Regions from separate parts of the Mus musculus genome. Here region 2 is linked to region 1. The links are chromatin contacts, called in public Hi-C maps. All regions are on one chromosome and are shown on one strand. The core of a region is the stretch at or near the end of the contact, and the rest is flanking DNA. Distances in the headings are between cores, read along the strand shown. Region 1 holds the start of Thnsl1 (threonine synthase-like 1 (bacterial)). Region 2 holds the start of Apbb1ip (amyloid beta (A4) precursor protein-binding, family B, member 1 interacting protein).

Region 1 (4,496 bases), core at 1,347-3,846:
TCATTTATTTGAAACTTCCATTAGGGTTTTAAGTAATATATTTCTTTGCAGTTAATCAACATTTTAATGCTCTATTTCTGTTCGACAAGAACACTTCTGTTTGACAAACATGGTGTGGCACATCATGTTTGGGATCAGTTAGTGATCAGTCTCTGCCAGTGCCTTACAGGTGTGGCAACCTCTCCAAGAACTTGGATTATAATTCAATGATGCAAGAGGGACTCGTACATTTAAATATCTTCTTGTTATTAAGCATCTTAGTGAGAAGACTAAGGGAAGAAAGTTTGTAGCAGTGTGGTGAAGAAACATGATGAAATGTTTTATCATGCTTTAAAACAACAACAAATCAGTAGCTTGCTTGTGTGGCATCTTGTCAAAATCATAACAGGATCATTTAGGGCACCCCCTTTATTCCTTCTTATACTAAGTCTGTCTTGTAATTATTTTTTAGGAATAAACCAAGGAATTTATAATTTATGCTGTCACTCTAGCATGCGCAAGAATACTGGGGCACAGTTAGACACAGAACAGGGGCCAAATGAATCCCCTTTAAAACAAACAAACAAACAAACAAACAAACAAACAACAAACTTCCCAGGTGCATTAAAGCTCTTTACCACTTAACAAAATGCTGAACTAGTAGAATATCTTAACATCCAAACTCAGTATTCCATAGAAGGCAGTTTCTTCCAGTGTGCTACAGAGAGGAGGAAGTTTATCTTCAACAGTACATAGGAATTTTGGACCAAAAGTTGATTCAGCTACAAGTAATGTGAGCATTGCAAACTCCACACCGGTGTCAGCATTTTCATTCCTCCCCAGAGATGCCCAGCTGATAAGCAAGGGAAATACAATATCATGATTGCTCTGATATAAGCTGCCTATTCAGTTTGAGTTAAAATGGAAGGACCTACACTTTGCTGTTACCACTCCACGTCATAAAAAATTGGCCATTACATTTGGAAGGAACCTCCGAATGTCTACTTCACTTATTTTCAAATCAGAAAACAAGTGCAAATTGATTGTAGACCTCCACAATAATAATAACTGGTAACTCTTGATTTTTTTTTTTCTTGGTTGTTTGGTTTTAGAGACAGGGTCTGTCTTTGTAGCCCATGCTAGCCTTGAACTCAGATTCTCCCCATCAGCATCCTGGGTGCCGCAACAGGCATGCGCACCTGAGTGCTGGTTCTTTTAAAGTGGCTGTGACTTTCTTAAGTCAAAAGACAAAGGTAAATAACAGAAATCACCAACTCCTAGGAGGCATGGGACTGCCCTCTTCTCTCAGACTTCAATACAGTTTACAAAATACCTATATGGCCAAGTATCTGGGACATTTATTTTGAAGTTTCCTTTTTCAGATTTGGAGATTTTCAGAAATATAACAAACACATAAGAATTTCCTTCAGTTATATATTTTGGAATTTCCATCCATCCAACTGTACCCCTTTCATTAAACCACAAGATCTGTAAAAATCCTAGACATACTCTCTAGTCCATCATTTTTGTTAAACCAATTGAAATACTGAGGCCTAGAAACAAATGAGAATTCAATTTAGACACAAATTACGGGAGGCAAAAGAGTGCCTAAGTCAAATACAACATTGAGTTCCTAAATTAAACATCAGATTTCCTAAAACGGACGGATAAAACAGATTTTTCCCCCTCTTTTCAACGACATGGAATTTCACATTATACACAGCACCTAAAACCAAATTAATAATTGCATATTAGTGGGGGGCTATGATCATAAAATGGACGTCTGACAACACTAGCTCACTTTTTTTTTTTCTCTGTGAAATATGAAACGCTATTTAGATTTGTCCACCTGGTCTTAAGAAGTTGCGACCCAAGATTAAATGTAAAAGTCAGCCCCGTAAGTCTTTAAAAGAGGTCAACGATCTTCCTCTGGGCTGAAGTCATCGCTTTTGCTTACCCACATACCTAGGATGCTGGGGCGGCTCCTTCAAGTCACTGGGTATGAGGTTATAAATACTCTCGGAAGTGCAGGGTGAGTCCATGGCCACCAAGGAATTCCTTAACAAGTACTCAGCTTTTTGGCTCACTTTCCCACTGTCTCAACTCCTTCTCTCACCGCCTTTTTCTTTTCTTACTTTCTTATCAAAGAACTAAAATTTCTCTTTCGTGTAATTTCCCTTTGACCCTTTCGTAACAGTCCCTTTTTCAGGAAGAAAATAATTCTGCTCCGAGTCTGTTTAGCGTTGTTGACCACGTGGTTGCTAAGGAAACAGTTGCTAGGAGACGGGGCAACCTGGCTTTTATCTGATTCCTTTTTTGTAACCTCTTCTGTCTGAGAAAAACGTAAGGAAAAAGACGTTCCTGCGTCTTTGGAAAAGACGACATGAAAACATTGTCCCCCCCCCCCGCACCCAAACATTTTGTGGTTTTCCTCGGTACATCTGGAAAGAAAAATTCTACAATAGGGAGCAGGACAGACACGCACGCGTCACATAATAGTTTCCAACATTCAGGCCGCGCCCCTGCGGAGGTGGAGCGATCGACGGGGAAGGGGAGGAGCCTCGGGGTAATGGGCGGGGCGTCTGGGTTACGTGGTTGGCCTAGTGGCGCAGCGCGCAGTCAGCGCAGGCGCAGAAGCAGCAGCTTGGGGCGGGCTTGCCGGCTGAGGTTGCCAGGCGGTGCCGAAGGCGCTTCCCTTTCTCCCTTTCTCTCTTTCCTCTTCTTTGGGTGGTTTTCTTGGTGAGTTAATGGAGGAGGAATGGAAAGCCAGCGAGAGTTGTTACCCTAGCATCCCCCCTTCCGTCGTGCCCCATCAGGCCTCTCTTTGCCATCCACCTGTCGCACCGGACCCTGCGGCGGGCCCTGCGGTGCTCTGTCTCCACGGTGCGTGCGCGAGCGCTACCCGGCGCCAGGAGGACCAGCCTTTGGAAGAGGGCCTCGAATTTTGCCCAGGTTTCAGCCCTTGACTCCCTTTTTGACATGTTTTTGTTTTTTTCCTCTCCGAGAAGTGCTTATATTTCGTTTGAGCTGTTTGATCTCCCGTTCATGCATATGCACTTGTGATTGCACTCTCATTTGAAAGCCTTCACCCAGTCACATCCTTTGGCCCTGGGATTTGGGAGGAAATTTCGTGGGTCTAAATCCACTTGGCAGTTGCCCTGCCAGGGAAGTCAGGTGCATCAGTTCTTCAATTCTCACTGCCTGGTGGCTGGGTTAAATGGCCTGGTGGCTTAGTGAACTTTTCAGTCCTCACTTGGAAGGCCTCGCTCAATGCAAGTCGTGATTGGAGGCTTCTGCTAAATTTTATTCGATAAGAATAAAGAAACAATTTAGTTTCCCGTTTTTCGGTTTGATAGAATTTATCTATTTTTTTTCTGGGCAGCCCACGGTTCAGATGAATAATCTTTTGGGGTGGGGTGATGTGTTTCCTTATTTCACAGCAGATTGGGTTTCTTTAAAAACATTCCATAGATTAAGGGGTGGATAGGGAGCACCAATTTTTGCTTTTGAAAAAAAATGATTTCTCTGCTGCTTTTTACTTAACATGTAAAGAGAAAAACTTCCTTGTTGGATATATGCTCCTGTGCATGTTAACTGTTGAATCGTGAATTCATAGAATGTAAACAGTATTAACCAACTTGATAGCCATTAGCCAAGGCATATACCTTCCTGACCTCAGGATAGAACCCAAGGATTCAGGTATTTGAGGCCAGTAGTCGGAACCAGGTTGACAACCCAAGGCATGTTCTAATTAGAAGCAGCTGATACGTGAAAAGGGGTGTAAGAATGCAGCTTTCACTAAAGGGGAACGACATAAAGTTAGCAGACATTATTCATGGATTCTGTATGTCAGTGTCTCATTTGTTCAAGTTTATTCATAATTCTTCAATACTTAGCCACACATTATTAGTAATTTATGGACGTAGGCATGGCAGTGAAAATTTGGAAGCGTGGTATGTGATGTTTCCAGCTGAAGTGAGGCCAGCTGTGTTTTGTCTTGTGTGGGGTTTCAGTAACATATATCCTTTCTATATTCTGCAAAACATGCCACATGCTTTGCATTCTTATGGTTTCAGTGGCCACTTAAAGTGATCCCTAAACTGAGTACTCAGGTAGTAGTCCAAAGTATGACGAGACTGGTGTGTATACAGAGAAAGCAGGTATGTTAAGATGAGCTTCATTCAGGAATGAGTTAAGAGTGCTGCTGGCTTCATTCCTATTAATTAATGAGCAGCATATATATGTGTATATATATTAATATATTCATTGGAAAAAGTATTGTGACTAAAGGCTCATGGGAACCCAACCCAGCGTCTCACTTAGGAATTCATAGTGGCCACGCTCACCAGTTCATGGGTGGTGGGAGTGACCCTAACTACATAAACTACATAACTACATAAAGGAGAATACAGTGAAGACTCGGATTACAGGTAAACGGGCAGCAGTGGAGGATTAGTCCATCTTCTTCTGTCTTTTAATTAGCTCAACTAAGACTTGGCCAGAGAGGCTCCAAAGTT
Region 2 (4,496 bases), core at 654-3,153, 1.6 Mb after region 1:
GCAACCCTGACATCTTATCTTTCTGCTCTTGGCTCAACACACCCCATTGATCATCTCTTGGGATGCTTTTCGAGCTTCTGAATGACTGGTCCTTATCATCAGAACTCTCTGACCATCTTTTCTCTTCGGGAGAATCGCTCTCCATCCTGTTGCTTGTTTTTGCTTTCTGTTGCTCTCAATGGCATCCCACCTCACTACATCAGCCTCTACAACCATCTTGTCATCGTGTCCTTCATAACCTCGTCTCTTTTCCATTCTCTTCTCGCCACCCAAGGCCATACTGTTACTAGTTTCCTTGATGTTTTTCCAGGCTCTTCAAGGGCTGTCCTAAATGAAGACTTTAGAGGTATCAACCTTTCTTTCTAGGATATTCTTGTGTAAAACTCCTAACATCATTGGATGGCTCCTTTCATTTAGGTCCGACTCAAATGCTGGTCATAAGGTTGATCTTTTTCCACAACTCCAATTGACATAGAAGCCCTATCAGCATAACCATTACTTTATACCGTCACCTTTTATTCTTTCTCAGCATGTTGACTATGCAGTGTATTAGCTGTTTTCTGTGGAGTAGGGTGTGCCATCCAGCAAAGCAGCAATCCTTTCTGTTACTGCTGTTTATGTTCTTCTTAGACAAACTATATATAGTCTCCCATTGAGTACTGGAACTATCTGAAATTAATTATATGTCTAATTTATATCTTCATGTCTCCACCATTTTGCCTTACAGTGAACCCTTAAAGACACAGCTGTGTAGAGGAAGAGAAATTAACTCAATCATCATTTAAAATCATAATTGATTTTAGTGGCTGTATTTTCAGATCTCCCTAAACACTTTCTCTCAGAGTGAGTCCCAGTCAATCTTGTGATATACAAGCTATGAACAAACAAAATCATAAGAACAAAACCAGAAAGTGATCTTGGTGGCACATGAGAGGCAGGAGGATCTCTATATGTTCGAAGCCAGCCTGATATACATTGTAAGTTCGAGGACAGCCAGTGTGACAATTACACTCTGACTTTAAAAAATAAAGATGTTGGAGGGACCACAGCCCATCATCAGAGTAGTCTCCACTGAGAACAGACACCTGCTGAGCCCTTCCTTTACCTCCACCCAGGGAAAGATCTACTCTGGCACAAAGGCCATCACACTGCACCACTTCTCTGTCCACCCTAACTGGAACGTCCCCTTCTGGGCTGGTCCAGGAAGTCTTAGACAATGGCAGATTGAGGAAGTGCAGCGAGGGTTGAGGTAAAGACATAGAAGGCTGTTGCAAAATAAGCTGGCCCCTTTACCCTTTGTGGAACTTAATAGATTGGGATTGATCCACACGATGTGAAAATAAACGGAAGACAGGCCTCAACAGAAGCAGAGGGTCCTTTTATTAAAACAGTGAAAGGAGGCAGTCTTGGGGGAAGTGGAGGCTGCGCAGATGCTCAGGGAGCTTGACGGTTTTGTGGGGCAGAAAAGGGAACTTACATCTGTTCCGCTCAAGTCTCAAAATTGTAACCAACGTAGGTTGATATTTAGATCTCCTTGGGAACTAACTGCCTGCAGGTGTTACTGACTGGTGAACTCTCTTGTAGGGAGTTTCTCAGCTAATCTGAGACTTTTAGTCCTGAGCACCCCTTGAGCACTAACCCTTCAGACTAGCATCTGGGCGTTAGTCTCAGACTCTTACAAAGAACACAAGACCCACACAGATGAGAGAAGGCTTTCTCTGACCTTAGGGCAGGAAGTGTTTTCTTCCAGGGGTGGACAGGGTTTGGAAAAAACAACCCGAACTTGCTAAACTTGCGGAGCCCTTTAGGCGGGGCTTGGTGTCTGTCTATTCTCCTCCAGGGCTTTGCTAGCTAGCACCTCCGTGCAAAGCCGAGAGTCTGCGCCGCCGGGTGGGCAGGGCTCAAAGCACTTCCTCCTCCCTGAGCCCACGTCCTCGCCTCGAGGCCGGTCCAGCCCAGAGGCGCCAACCACTCATCTCTGCTCATTCCGGTGCACTTAGGCTCAACCCGGCCCATCTCTGGCTCAGCCCCGCGCATCTCTGCACAGCCTCCTCGCATCTCTGCAAGCCCCCCTCGCACCCTCCTCCCAGCAGTCAAGGTAAGCGGCACCCTAGTCCTGCGCACGGGTTTGGGGTACTCAGGCTGCCACACTGCGTGTCCTATGGGGGTGGGGGAGACAACAGTTGTGGCACAGGTCCACGCACCGGCCACGTGAACACGCCCCCCCCCCCTTCCCCTGGCAGCCAGGAAGCTTCAGGTCCCCTGGGCACCTCTTGTGCTCTTGACCTGTGGCTCCCTCTTCTCCCCACTGCGTTTTGTTTTAACAGATTTTCTGCTTAAGAAATGTTACCAGGTCTCAGGGACCCCACATTAAATTGAGCTAATCTTGAAACAAAACATCCCCTGAGGCATTTTAGGGCACCTCACATTAAGTGGTAGTCTGAGGAGACTCATTTGAGAGTCAGAGGACACATAGCTCAAAGTGTTTCCCTTCATTTAAAACTTTAACTGCAGTTCTGCTTTTTGAAGCCTGTCTTTCCCTCTCAGTCTCCTTTTCTTTGTAAAAAATGTGGTAAGGATAAGTTTGAATACCAGACAAGGGTTTCCTAATTTAGTTTGGAGTGAAGATTCAGAAAATGCTTTATATATTGAAAGACAAGAATGCTCTTGTATACCACCACCACCACCACCACCACTGCCACCACCACCGCTAGAACCCCCAGTACAGGCCCCTCGCTCGGACTTTATCACGTGTACCTCTTCATTCCCCTTGGCGATGTATTTCTCAGCTTTCATACCAAGGTGCAGAGTGACATGTGCTCTCCTAGAGCGTCTCAGCATCTCTGTTCAAAGAGTAGTTTTGTGATGGGAACGCCGAGTAAAGGGGAAAACTGAGCAGACAAGAGGCTGTGGGTTTATCCTCCATACCGGCAGTGATATGGTGTGAACAAAAGCAAGTGCGCCAATCTGGGACTCCAAACTGAAACTTCAGAAAAGAAACTTTGGCTTTCATACTAAACCGAGGGTTTTGCCTTCTGGGCCTCCCTAAAATGGGAGCACGTGGGCCTGAAGAGGAATGCTGGCTAGCAAGATAGCAGAAGATAAGAAAAAGAGTCGCTTGTACCCAATGTCCTTCCAGGTGGTGTCTCCTGTCTGATCAGTGAACTCAGAGTCTAGCAAATGTAATGTCATCTTCAAACTATTAGCACTTAACTTGTAAATTCTTATAAATATTTGTGACCTTTCTGGTACTTGGTAGAGATTCCAGTTGTTGCTCTACATCTTTAGGATACTAGCACACAGAGATGAACTTAATTACATTATTTTAACCACACTGGAACTCGGGGATAAATGAGATTATACCACATAAGAATGGAGACACTAACAGTGCTCAGAAGGAATCCGGTGAATCACATGCTGCTTCAATCTTGTATTCAATTCCAGAGGGAAAAGGAGAATGTGCCAACAGACTTTGTTATAAGCTGAAATATAAACACTTTTGATGAGTTTTGTTTCTGAGACATTCCTCTTAAAAAGCAACGTAATTTCTGGTCCTTATGTAAGTTGCCAACATTCCATTGTATTGCATTTCAACAATCCTGAGTTACTAGTTTTTGAGAAATGCAACTTTGAAATGTGTAATTAATTATACATACTCACTGGGCTCTGCAGCATCCACTACATTTTCTTGGAAATTTTATATTCTGAGAGTGTATAGTTCTCCACTATAGTTTCATTGTATGTCACAGATTTTTAAAAAGCTCTAGATATTTTCATATTATATAGTAAGCAATTTATGGACTTCATTGCCATGAATGTGTGAGTTGTGCTACTTTGAATTCTCAAATGGCATTGTTGCTTTTTATTTCTATTTATTTCTAGTCATTTTCTATTTCATTTTACCTATTTTGATAAGTAAGCCTTTTAACAAATCTACAATTCTTTAGAATAAATTCAATTCGTGCTTTGTAGTCTATGAAACTATAACCTTTACAACATTATTGAACATCATAAGTGATCTTAGGTACTTTCAAAATGGAATAATCTAAAATAAATAAGACAAGCATGGACATTATGCACATAATTGGAATGTTATGCAATGTTTTGGATAATTATGTATGTGAGAAAAATTGTATATTGCAGCTAAGTATCTGGATGCCTTTTCTGCCCCTTGGAGATGCTAAATAAATTCTATGTTGTAGGTCTGTGTCTGAACTCTGACATGTGGCATGAGGTTAGATTAAGCCTCAAGACTGAATATTTTTTAATTAACATGATTGATCCTTTCAATATGAAATTTGTGTTTTATATCAATTATCTGGTCCCAAATGATAAGTATCTTAAAAGTTCAAATATTATATGAATTCACTATAAATGAATTATATTGTATGTACATTGTAAATATACATTAAGGGTATTTGGCAAGGAAACTGGTTGTATAGTGATGTATATATGCTTAATAGTTATGTCAGAGAATTAACTTTCAAAGGCATCTT

What was found. Hi-C and Micro-C count contacts between places; a contact is called where the count stands out from the background.
Region 2: a contact with region 1 is called in a Hi-C map of B cells, with 6 read pairs. The contact joins the promoter of Apbb1ip here to the promoter of Thnsl1 in region 1. A contact is called at or near these places in 4 of 39 promoter capture datasets (the HPC-7 cell line, embryonic stem cells, hippocampal neurons and 1 more), 2 of 484 Hi-C or Micro-C datasets (B cells and CD4 T cells), 3 of 115 datasets of contacts at active chromatin or transcription factors (DN3 thymocytes, bone marrow-derived dendritic cells and embryonic fibroblasts) and 2 of 9 other capture datasets (adipose tissue and liver).

Annotation. Positions count from the first base shown.
Region 1 is chr2:21,203,128-21,207,623 of GRCm38.p6, forward strand. It overlaps Thnsl1 (threonine synthase-like 1 (bacterial)), which reads left to right and starts at 2,597. Exons shown (of 3, transcript NM_177588.2): 1 at 2,597-2,718. It overlaps Enkur (enkurin, TRPC channel interacting protein), which reads right to left and starts at 2,238. Exons shown (of 5, transcript NM_027728.2): 1 at 1,945-2,238. The coding sequence starts at 2,021.
Region 2 is chr2:22,772,424-22,776,919 of GRCm38.p6, forward strand. Apbb1ip (amyloid beta (A4) precursor protein-binding, family B, member 1 interacting protein) reads left to right here and starts at 1,904. Exons shown (of 14, transcript NM_019456.2): 1 at 1,904-2,098.